Linked DNA regions of Sus scrofa: region 2 is linked to region 1. The links are chromatin contacts, called in public Hi-C maps. All regions are on one chromosome and are shown on one strand. Each heading gives the region's core, a stretch centred on a gene start, on an enhancer-like site or on the middle of the called end of the contact. The rest is flanking DNA. Distances are from core to core; before and after follow the strand shown. Region 1 overlaps LOC102167422 (a long non-coding RNA gene). Region 2 overlaps LOC102167422 (a long non-coding RNA gene).

Region 1 (4,372 bases), core at 926-3,425:
AGAGTACCAGCCACATGGTCCTTGGCCTCCAAGAGACCAAAATCACCAAGACCATGGAAGGAAGAGTTTAAAATTCCTCCCATTTCATGGCACTTTTATCTGATTGGTGTGTCTTTACGCCTCACTTTATACTGAGAAAAAGTAGCAGACTCCTCATTTTATTACAGGCAGATATTCTTACTTCTGCTTTTGTTTTCATGAAAAGTTTGCCAGTACGGCACTGAGAACTCCTCAGCCTGCAACTGCCACCTCTTCTCCAAGGGATAAGAAAGCTGTTATCACTTCCATGCTAATAATAGAAAACTTAACACAACTGCCTTCTGATCTTTCAAACCACTTCAATACTTTGAAAAACAAAAAACAACCACCACCCCCCCCCCCCCGGCTCCAGGGGAAAAAGAAAAGAAAGATTACAGTCAAACAGATCTGAAAACAAGTATCTAACATTTTTATATAACAAGTAATTGTACTTTTTTCCTGTAATTAAAAAAAATATTTTTGCTCTCTCACTTCTGTTTTTTAATTATGAAGACACTGAGAAACCAGCATTATACCCAAGAAGCCTTCCTGTATTTCCGGTCCATCCCACCAGGCTACCTTTAAGATATTTCTTCCTTGGATATCAACTCTTATCTCAAAAATGCTATTATAAAAGAAGTTTGATTTATAGAAACATTCATGCAATGCATAAGGAATTTGCTAAAAAAGCAGATGTAAATTTTAAGGGTGTCTATCTATGATTCATATTCCAAGGAAGTATAGCTAATTGGGTCACACCAATTCTTTGTCCACTAGTATTAAAAATTCATATTGTATAAAAACATAGTCATGACACCATTTGAAATCTAGATGACACTTTTCCTCGTAGGACCTCAACATACCTGTAAATAAACAGATGCCTTTATTTCATCTTCATTATAATCCTATAAGCCAGAAGAGGTATAAATGCTAATATTATTCCTATATTATGAAGGGAGAAAGAGGAACCTAAAAACTCAAGCAGCATGGAATGAAATCAAAGCACCAAAGTTAAAATACTGTCTGGGAAATTTATTGAACTAAGGCTCCTCAATCATCTGTTGAGTTGGGGGTTTGTAATGACCCTCAAGTGGTGCTGAAAGCTTATGCCTCCAAAATGTCCTGAAATCCCCAGATGAGCACATTTGCAACTGTGGATTTTCTGGCCCAAAGAAGAAGCAGCTGAACCAATCGAATTAGAGTTCTACATGATCTGATTAGCTGGCCTCAGTGCTGCTCCCTCAGGGTTGTCCTGGATGCCGCCTGACTTAAGAACCTCCACCCTCACTGGCAGGATGGGAGGGGAGGAGGGGGGCTAGGAGAATCCTCAAGATCTAAGGGGGAAACTGAAGTGATCTGAATATTCACTTCTCATTCCCTTCACTCCTCAAATGTTACTGTAAATAAGTCAGAATACAGTATGAATGAACTACAAATTTTTTTTTTTCCTACTGGAAGGGACAGCCAGACTGCTTTACCCTGGCTAGCTGTGGTTTTTCAACTCAAATTTAAGAAGCAGTGCAGGTATGCAGTCATTTATTTTCAGCCTGCAAGTCTTTTTGATAAAAGAAGCCCTTTGCAAGAAGCATTTCTCTTCTGTCCTTATAAATCAAATAAATAAAAATAAAACTTTCTGCCAAGCCATATGCTTCTGTTCCTATCCTTCGACTGGCCTAAAATAAAAAAGATCACCCTTTTCTCTTCTTTTCCTATCCTTTTATTAAGAAAAAACAAAAACAAAAACAAAAGAGCTAGAGAATGAGAAAGAGAGTGAGAAATCAAACAACTGTCTAAACAAATCAATCCAACATTTCCAAGGGCTTTTGACCTGCGGCAATGTCAATTCCGTCTTTTTCCCCCCTTTCTTTCTTTGAATCAATATAACCTATGATTCTGATCGCTCCAATATGTCAGTGCCTGCTGAGGGCACATTTTATTGTTCATAAAGTTCCAGACGATAATGAAAAATAAGCAAGAAAACGATAAATTCATCAAAGTTGCGAGAATATTCGAGGAAAAAAGGAATTTCCTGAGGTAACTGTCCTTGACCTGGCTCTTTAATCGAGTGAAATTTCATCACTTTATCTAATATCATGCTTCATGCTTCAGGCACCCAGCAATTCTATTTTAGTGTGGTCTAATGGGCAGCTGACACATCCACTCAGCCCCAGACTGCATAATACGTGCTGACATACTGTGTGTGCAGCAAGCAGACTTATTTGGGTTTCACCAAGAAAAAAAAAATGTCATCCAGAAAAGCTTCTTCCTAATAATTTCAGATTTGGCTCTGTGGGCCTCAGTGGACTTCACTTTAAGAGGTACAGGGCCCGTGCCAGAAGGCAGTCACTAACTTGGGTAGCTGTGCGTATCTCACCGTAGGTGAGAGGTTAGAAAAGGTCTGGTTATAGTTGCCTGAAACCCGAATCTAGATAGTGTAATGAAGAGTGTCATTCTAACTGCTTTGCAGACGGCTCTTCTCAGAACCCCTGATTCAATTTGATATTCTGAGGTTAACGTACTGTATTGGGCCTGAAAATAGGAATGCACACGCAAAGCTTTTATACTTATTCAGTTCAGTAAGCATGGCAAACTCATCAACAGCTATTTGTACACTGTAGGCATGGTGGGACTTACTTTGATGTTCTGATATATGCTTGCTATTTTCCCCCCAGTATTTGGAATCAAAATGCATTTTTTTAAAGTAAGCTTTTGACATAGTAGCTGAGGATATTATCATATGAAGAACACACAATTACAGAAATTCTGTAACTTCCACAAATAAACTCCAAAACTTTATTGAAAATATAAAAAGAACTAAAGAGATACTATAAATACAGAGATCAGATTGGTAGTGGCCAGAGGGGGAGGTAGGGGTGGAGGTGGGGTAAAATGGGTGAAGGTGGTTTATTATAAAATAAACATTTCCTAGGGATGTAATGACCAGCACAGGGACTATAGTTTAATACCTTATTGCATATTTGAAAGTTGACAAGAGAGTAGATCTTAAAAATTCTCATCACAAGAAAAAAAAATTGTAACAATGAATGGTGACAGACGTTAACTAGACTTACTGTGATATTTATATATACAAATATCAAATCATTATGATGCACACCTGAAACTATATAATATTGTATGGCAATTATATCTCAATAAAAAGATAAGTATAGAAAATACATGACCTTGAACTGAATTCAGTACTAGAGAATGAAAAATGCCACCAAGAATATTATCAGAACAACTGACAAAACATCAATTGTAGATTAAAATATTATATCAATGTTAAATTTTGTAAATTCAGTAACTTGCTATGGTTTTATAAGAAAATGTGTTTTCTCTCAGAATTACCAGTGAATTAAAGGTATTATGGTCATTGGGGCAAGGGCCATGCAAACTAAGCTCAAAGCATTAAGGAAAATATAATCAGAATAAAGGATCTGTGGCAAAATGCTGAAAATTAGTCTTCATAGAAAGGCAAGACAATTCTTGTACAAAAATTCTGTCAAGTGGAGGTACAGCAGACCTCCCTCCCCCTTTGTGGAAAAAGCCAGTTTTGCATACATTTGCAAATTCATTTCCATATTTTTGATCTATAAACAAACCTTTGAATCAGTTGTGACACTGTGTGTTTCCCTCATTAATAACGAGTTAAAATTTAACATGTGTTCAATCAAAACAAAATTGGTCAATCTGGGCAAAAGCTATACAGTTCTCTTTAAACTTGCAACACCTCCATAAGTTTGAAATTTTTGCAAAATGAAAAATTTCAAAAATCACTATAAACAGCAAGTGGCACTGAGTAGGGACTGGTGCAAGGATGAACACCTGCTGTGTGCACATAAGAAGCAGAGATTTTCTTTACAGGAAACAGTGTGCTCAGTCCAGAATCATGGCAAGTGTAAGGTTAAGCAAGCCATCGTCAGTCTAACACCATCATGGTTCTAATCACAGTGAAGTTCTGAGATCTGCGGCCTCACTAGAAGTCTGCGGTGCCTGGGTAGGTCTCCCTAAATGTTATGCCTTACTTCATCTCACATCTTTTTTATTTAAGAAACTAAAGTATAGCTGCCCTACATTCACCAAAAAGATTAAATTTAACCTCAACTGGAGTAGGAAACTATTTTCTTGTGGGAGGTAAAAAGTCACACTGGGACTGGCCCTGTGGTTCTCATGGTCCATCTATGGAGGAGGGGTCTTTTGTCACAAAATACTAGTGGCTGCAGTTAAGGAAGAGGAGCATTTAGGCCAGAGTGGGGGGTGGGATGAGAGTTAAGCAGTAGAGGCAACAGTGGAATCTATCAAGGGTTAAAAGCAGGACATCTTATCAGGGATGAAATAAGGACATTGTTCTGTC
Region 2 (4,372 bases), core at 1,309-3,808, 140 kb before region 1:
TTACATATGCCACCAAAAAAAATAAAATAAATTAAAATAAAATAAGAGAACATTCAGCCAAATAGCCCCTTCTCTCTTCAGATGGGACATGTGTGGTTTTCAGTTTTCTGCAGTTCCTGCCACTCCTTAGCAATTCATCTACCCAGATTCATTTGATTATATTACCAATCTAGATTCTGTAGGTGTTTGGGTTTTGGACCTATGACCTAAGGGACTCACTGAATAAATGATTTTTTTGGAACTCATCAGATCCACTAGCTTGGATGCCAAGAATTTAGACACTTCTAAAAGAAAAATTGCTTATTACTGACAATGTTTTTAAACCACGGAGCCATAAAGCCTTTGGTAGTATCTCTAGCTTCATTTATCAAACCAGGCATTCTAATAGCTGCTTGAGGGCAAGGAGCACTTGATGACAAATGACTGGCAAAATACATAAACACACAGACACATGCACAGCCACCACCACCCTCACCACTACCACCACAAGAACCACAGGAACAAAATATACAGGCCCTTTTCCCTCATCACATTGATGTTCGTTATTTTACTTTCTCCAAAGCAAACTTCACAATTCTGAACTCTTACAGAGCTCCTGTACAGTAAGAGAAAGGGCCTTTTCTGGGTTCTCTATTAAGAATTACGATCCCACTGTTCAACACCAAAGTCAGCTGCTACAGAGGAGGTTGTTCATTTTCAAGCAAAGCTGAAAAGCAGTTGTATTTAGGGTTTTTTGTTGTTATTGTTGTTCTGTTTTTAAATGAGATGGTGTCAGAGTTCCTGTCATGGTGCAGTGTTAACAAATCTGACTAGGAACCATAGGTTGTGGGTTCGATCCCTGGCCTCACTCAGTGGGTTAAGGATCCAGCATTGCCATGAGCTATGGTGTAGGTTGCAGACGCAGCTCTGATCCCACGTTGCTGTGGCTCTGGCGTGGGCTGGCAGCTACAGCTCCGATTAGATCCCTAGCCTGGGAACTTCCATATGCCATGGGAGCAGCCCTAGAAAAGGCAAAAGACAAAAAATAAAATAAATAAATACATACATACATACATAAATGAGGTGGTGTCTATTTTTGCCTCCTTAAGGGCAGGGCTGGAGGAGATGGCCGAGAGCAGGAAGTCCTTGAAATCAATTGGCTCTATGAAAACAAAGGGGTCCAAGTCATCCTTCATTTGCTCTAACTATAATCCATTGGACTTGCATGCTGTGCTCTGTCTATCAAATCAAACCTTCCCCAAGGAAAACCTGATTCTTTTAGGCCCAGTCTGTGCTCTGACAGCACAAGCCACATGGCCTACTTCAATAAGTCCCCATTACTGCCGACTGCACTGCTTTCGGAGCCAAATCCCAAGGGCTCCCAAGATGGATCATTCAATCTTCTGAGTAATCAATCCCAAGAGCCTGCCGATCTGACCCTGCTCAGCTGAGCTGAGGAGTGGCCTGCCTCGTGGCCATGGCGGCCTTGGACTTGGGGAAGCGGCAGCAACACATATTCTCCAATTTCCAAAGCCTCTCCACAGATATTTGGAAAGGGCAGCAGGAAGGTGTGAAAAACAGAAGCAGGGGCTGGGGGAGGGGACTGGGAGATTCGATCCTAAACAGGTTTCACTTAAAAAAGGAAAATGGTTATATGACTCTTTGCAAAAACCTCACGCTCCACAGTGCCCTTTGGGGAAACTTGAACCTCCCAAATATGTTGTCAGACACTGAACCCACACCCAGAGTGTTAAGTAACACTGGCTCTTGGACAGAAAAGTGTCACCATTCCCTCCTCCTGGCTGGTGTCTTTAAATAGCTCCTCTTATTTACGGGTGTACATAGTGTTAATGTCCTTCAGTTGCTCTATTTTCAAGGATGGAAAAGCAGTTGCTAAGCATTTCTAAATGACAGCCCCAGGGTTCATTAAAAATATGGCAAACATTTGCTAAGCTCATTAAGTGCAATTTTTGTGTGTGTGTATCAGATTCCTCCTCTGCATGTTCTGCGTGACCAAACATCTATTAACCCTAATCCCATTGATGAGTCTGATACATTCAAACCGGCAATTAGACAAAACAAAAGGGATATTTATGGAGAGACTCCTAAATGGGCTTTCATATTGGTCTAAGCTGTTTCAAAACGACAGTTTAATTCCCCTCTGTTAATCCCTTGCTTCCAGAGCACTCCCTTTGTTTGATTATAGGCTGTCAGATTCAGGGATTCTGATTGAATCAAAATTTGAGGCAAACTAGAAACACATAATAATTATGCCATTTAAGCCCTGTTGCCTACTGTATAAGCAAACCAAGTGCTCTACAGATGAAGACTCCTTAAGCACAAAAGATTTCCAAATGTGCTGCTTGTACAATTAGATACCATAGAATCTGAATTAGGTGGTCATTGCCTCTGATCCTTTCGAAAATCCTCCATTTGATGAATTTGGTGGTAAAATACCGTGCATTAAATCTGTTGACTAGGCAAAAATATTTTAGGAAGAGCTCCCTCTGCTCTTCCTCCCCTCCACCCCATCGCCTCCCTCCTCAACCACAGCTGTGGACTTGTCTGACCCACAGTGGTTAATCTGAGCACCAGCTCTTATTTGGCCATTCCAGCTTTCCATTAACTCAGGGCCACGGGGGTGTTATTATTAGAGGCGGAAAGGATTCTGCATCACTTACATGGTGTAAAGCTGGACAAATAAACAAGTACTGACTATGGATGTCTCCCAATCACACTGGGCCTCAATTTTTGAATGTGCTCTTTCAAATAGCAAAATGACCCTTCTCTAGCTTGTAAAACCTCTCTTTGTTTTCCCTCAAAGAGAAGGAAACTCACCCAGAGGAGAGGACTTTTGACAGAGTTCCCCAGCAGTAACATCATTTTCAAGTGGCTCTTGACCAGCTGAGCTTTTTCAAAGTGTAACTTTTATAGCCACAAAGGATCATGTCTTATTTGGGTTCATTAAATTTCCTCTTACTTTGCAAAGGGCTGACCAAGCTCGCAGCTGCCGAGAGAGAGAAGCCAGCCCTTCATCATTCTTCAAGTTGATTCAGCACTGGTCAGGGCTCTATTTGAAAGCCCTACCCAGATTTAGACCTCATAATTTAGTCTCTGTTGGAAATGGGAAAAAGAAGAAGAAGAAGAATATCCTTGTTCTAGTAAGAACTAGATCTCCTTTGGCTACCGGTGAAAGTTGGGGTAGAGCCAGTGTTGGCAATGAGACACAAGCTGACTTATGGAAGTGTCGCCTGAGTGAGGTCAGGTGCTGAGGCTTACAGTGAGAAACTATCATGGAGCAAAGAGAAAATGAAAATGAATTTAACAAGAGTCAGACCGTTAACGCAGAAACCTCCTCACCTCCTTCTGCTCTCTCTCCTAGGAACTACATTTCCCAGCATTATCCACCTCTAAGATTTTGGGTTAGATGCTTCCAAGGAAAGCTTCCCACTTATCATTTGGAAAGCAAAGAGAAGCCTCTTCTCTCCAGAAGCTACTGTGGCCTCGGTAACTTGACGTCTCAGTGTCCTATCAAAAAATCACTGCAAGGTTGCCACAGCTTCCTACACTTTCAGATTTCTTGAGCACCAGCCATTCCCTCCAAGCCTAAGCTCCCAGACTTTCTCATGGAGATGCAAGCCTCTAATTCCTGTGTTAAGATACTTCCTACTTCAATTACTGGCTGGACCCTGACTGATACAGGTAATAGATGCCTGGAGCTAGGAAAGAGAGCTGGGCTGACTGAGGCCAGATCACTTTGAAGAATGGGATCTGAAGCTCAGTGTGGAGAACCTTCTACTTCATTCACGTGTGCAAGCATCTTTTCAACAAATCTTCATGGAACACCTACAAAATCCTAACCCCTCTGGCAGAAACCAGTGCTAAAGAGATAAGCTCCCTAACCCATAGATCTTACAGTAAAACAATAAAATGCTTCCTTTAGCATTTCTGCTAAAGGAAATGACGGGGGCAAAGAGCTACAGCTGCCATTTGCAAAGATACTAACAAGCAGAGAATAACAGGAATGTAATTAAGGAAAAAAAAATTAGTCGTGAACCAATGAGATTTAAATTGTAATCTCAGCTGTTTCATTTCCTAACCATGTGGCCTCAAAGCAGTCAAATGAGTTTACTCTCTGAGTGTCTGCTTCCCTGGTCTTATCTTACAGGATGGTTATGAAATTAGAGACAATGCACAGCAACTAAAACACAATAGCCACTCAGTAAATGGTATTTGAAACCCCACCACCACCACTAAACCCACTAAATGCTAAATTTCCTAAAAGCAGCTGTTTTACTGTCTTGATGTCCCAAGGATTTACCTAGCACAGTGACTTAGGTTTAAAAGATGTTCATGTATCAACTCATGAATGAATGATAGGATAAGTGAATAT

The links. Hi-C and Micro-C count contacts between places; a contact is called where the count stands out from the background.
Region 2: a Hi-C map of skeletal muscle shows a contact between it and region 1, with 6 times the contacts expected there. The contact joins two enhancer-like sites. A contact is called at or near these places in 1 of 47 Hi-C or Micro-C datasets (skeletal muscle) and 1 of 2 datasets of contacts at active chromatin or transcription factors (skeletal muscle).

The regions. Positions count from the first base shown.
Region 1 is chr1:232,590,429-232,594,800 of Sscrofa11.1, reverse strand. All of the region lies in intron 2 of LOC102167422 (a long non-coding RNA gene), which reads right to left. Among named protein-coding and RNA genes, the nearest start is that of TLE4, 240 kb to the right of the region's middle. Within about 2 kb of position 2,175, at least 2 of the 83 cell types and tissues checked have an H3K27ac peak or open chromatin away from gene starts, as enhancers often do. A contact at or near this core is called in skeletal muscle, where this site is marked.
Region 2 is chr1:232,735,732-232,740,103 of Sscrofa11.1, reverse strand. The region is part of intron 2 of LOC102167422 (a long non-coding RNA gene); the gene reads right to left. Among named protein-coding and RNA genes, the nearest start is that of NPAP1, 340 kb to the left of the region's middle. Within about 2 kb of position 2,558, at least 5 of the 83 cell types and tissues checked have an H3K27ac peak or open chromatin away from gene starts, as enhancers often do. A contact at or near this core is called in skeletal muscle, where this site is marked.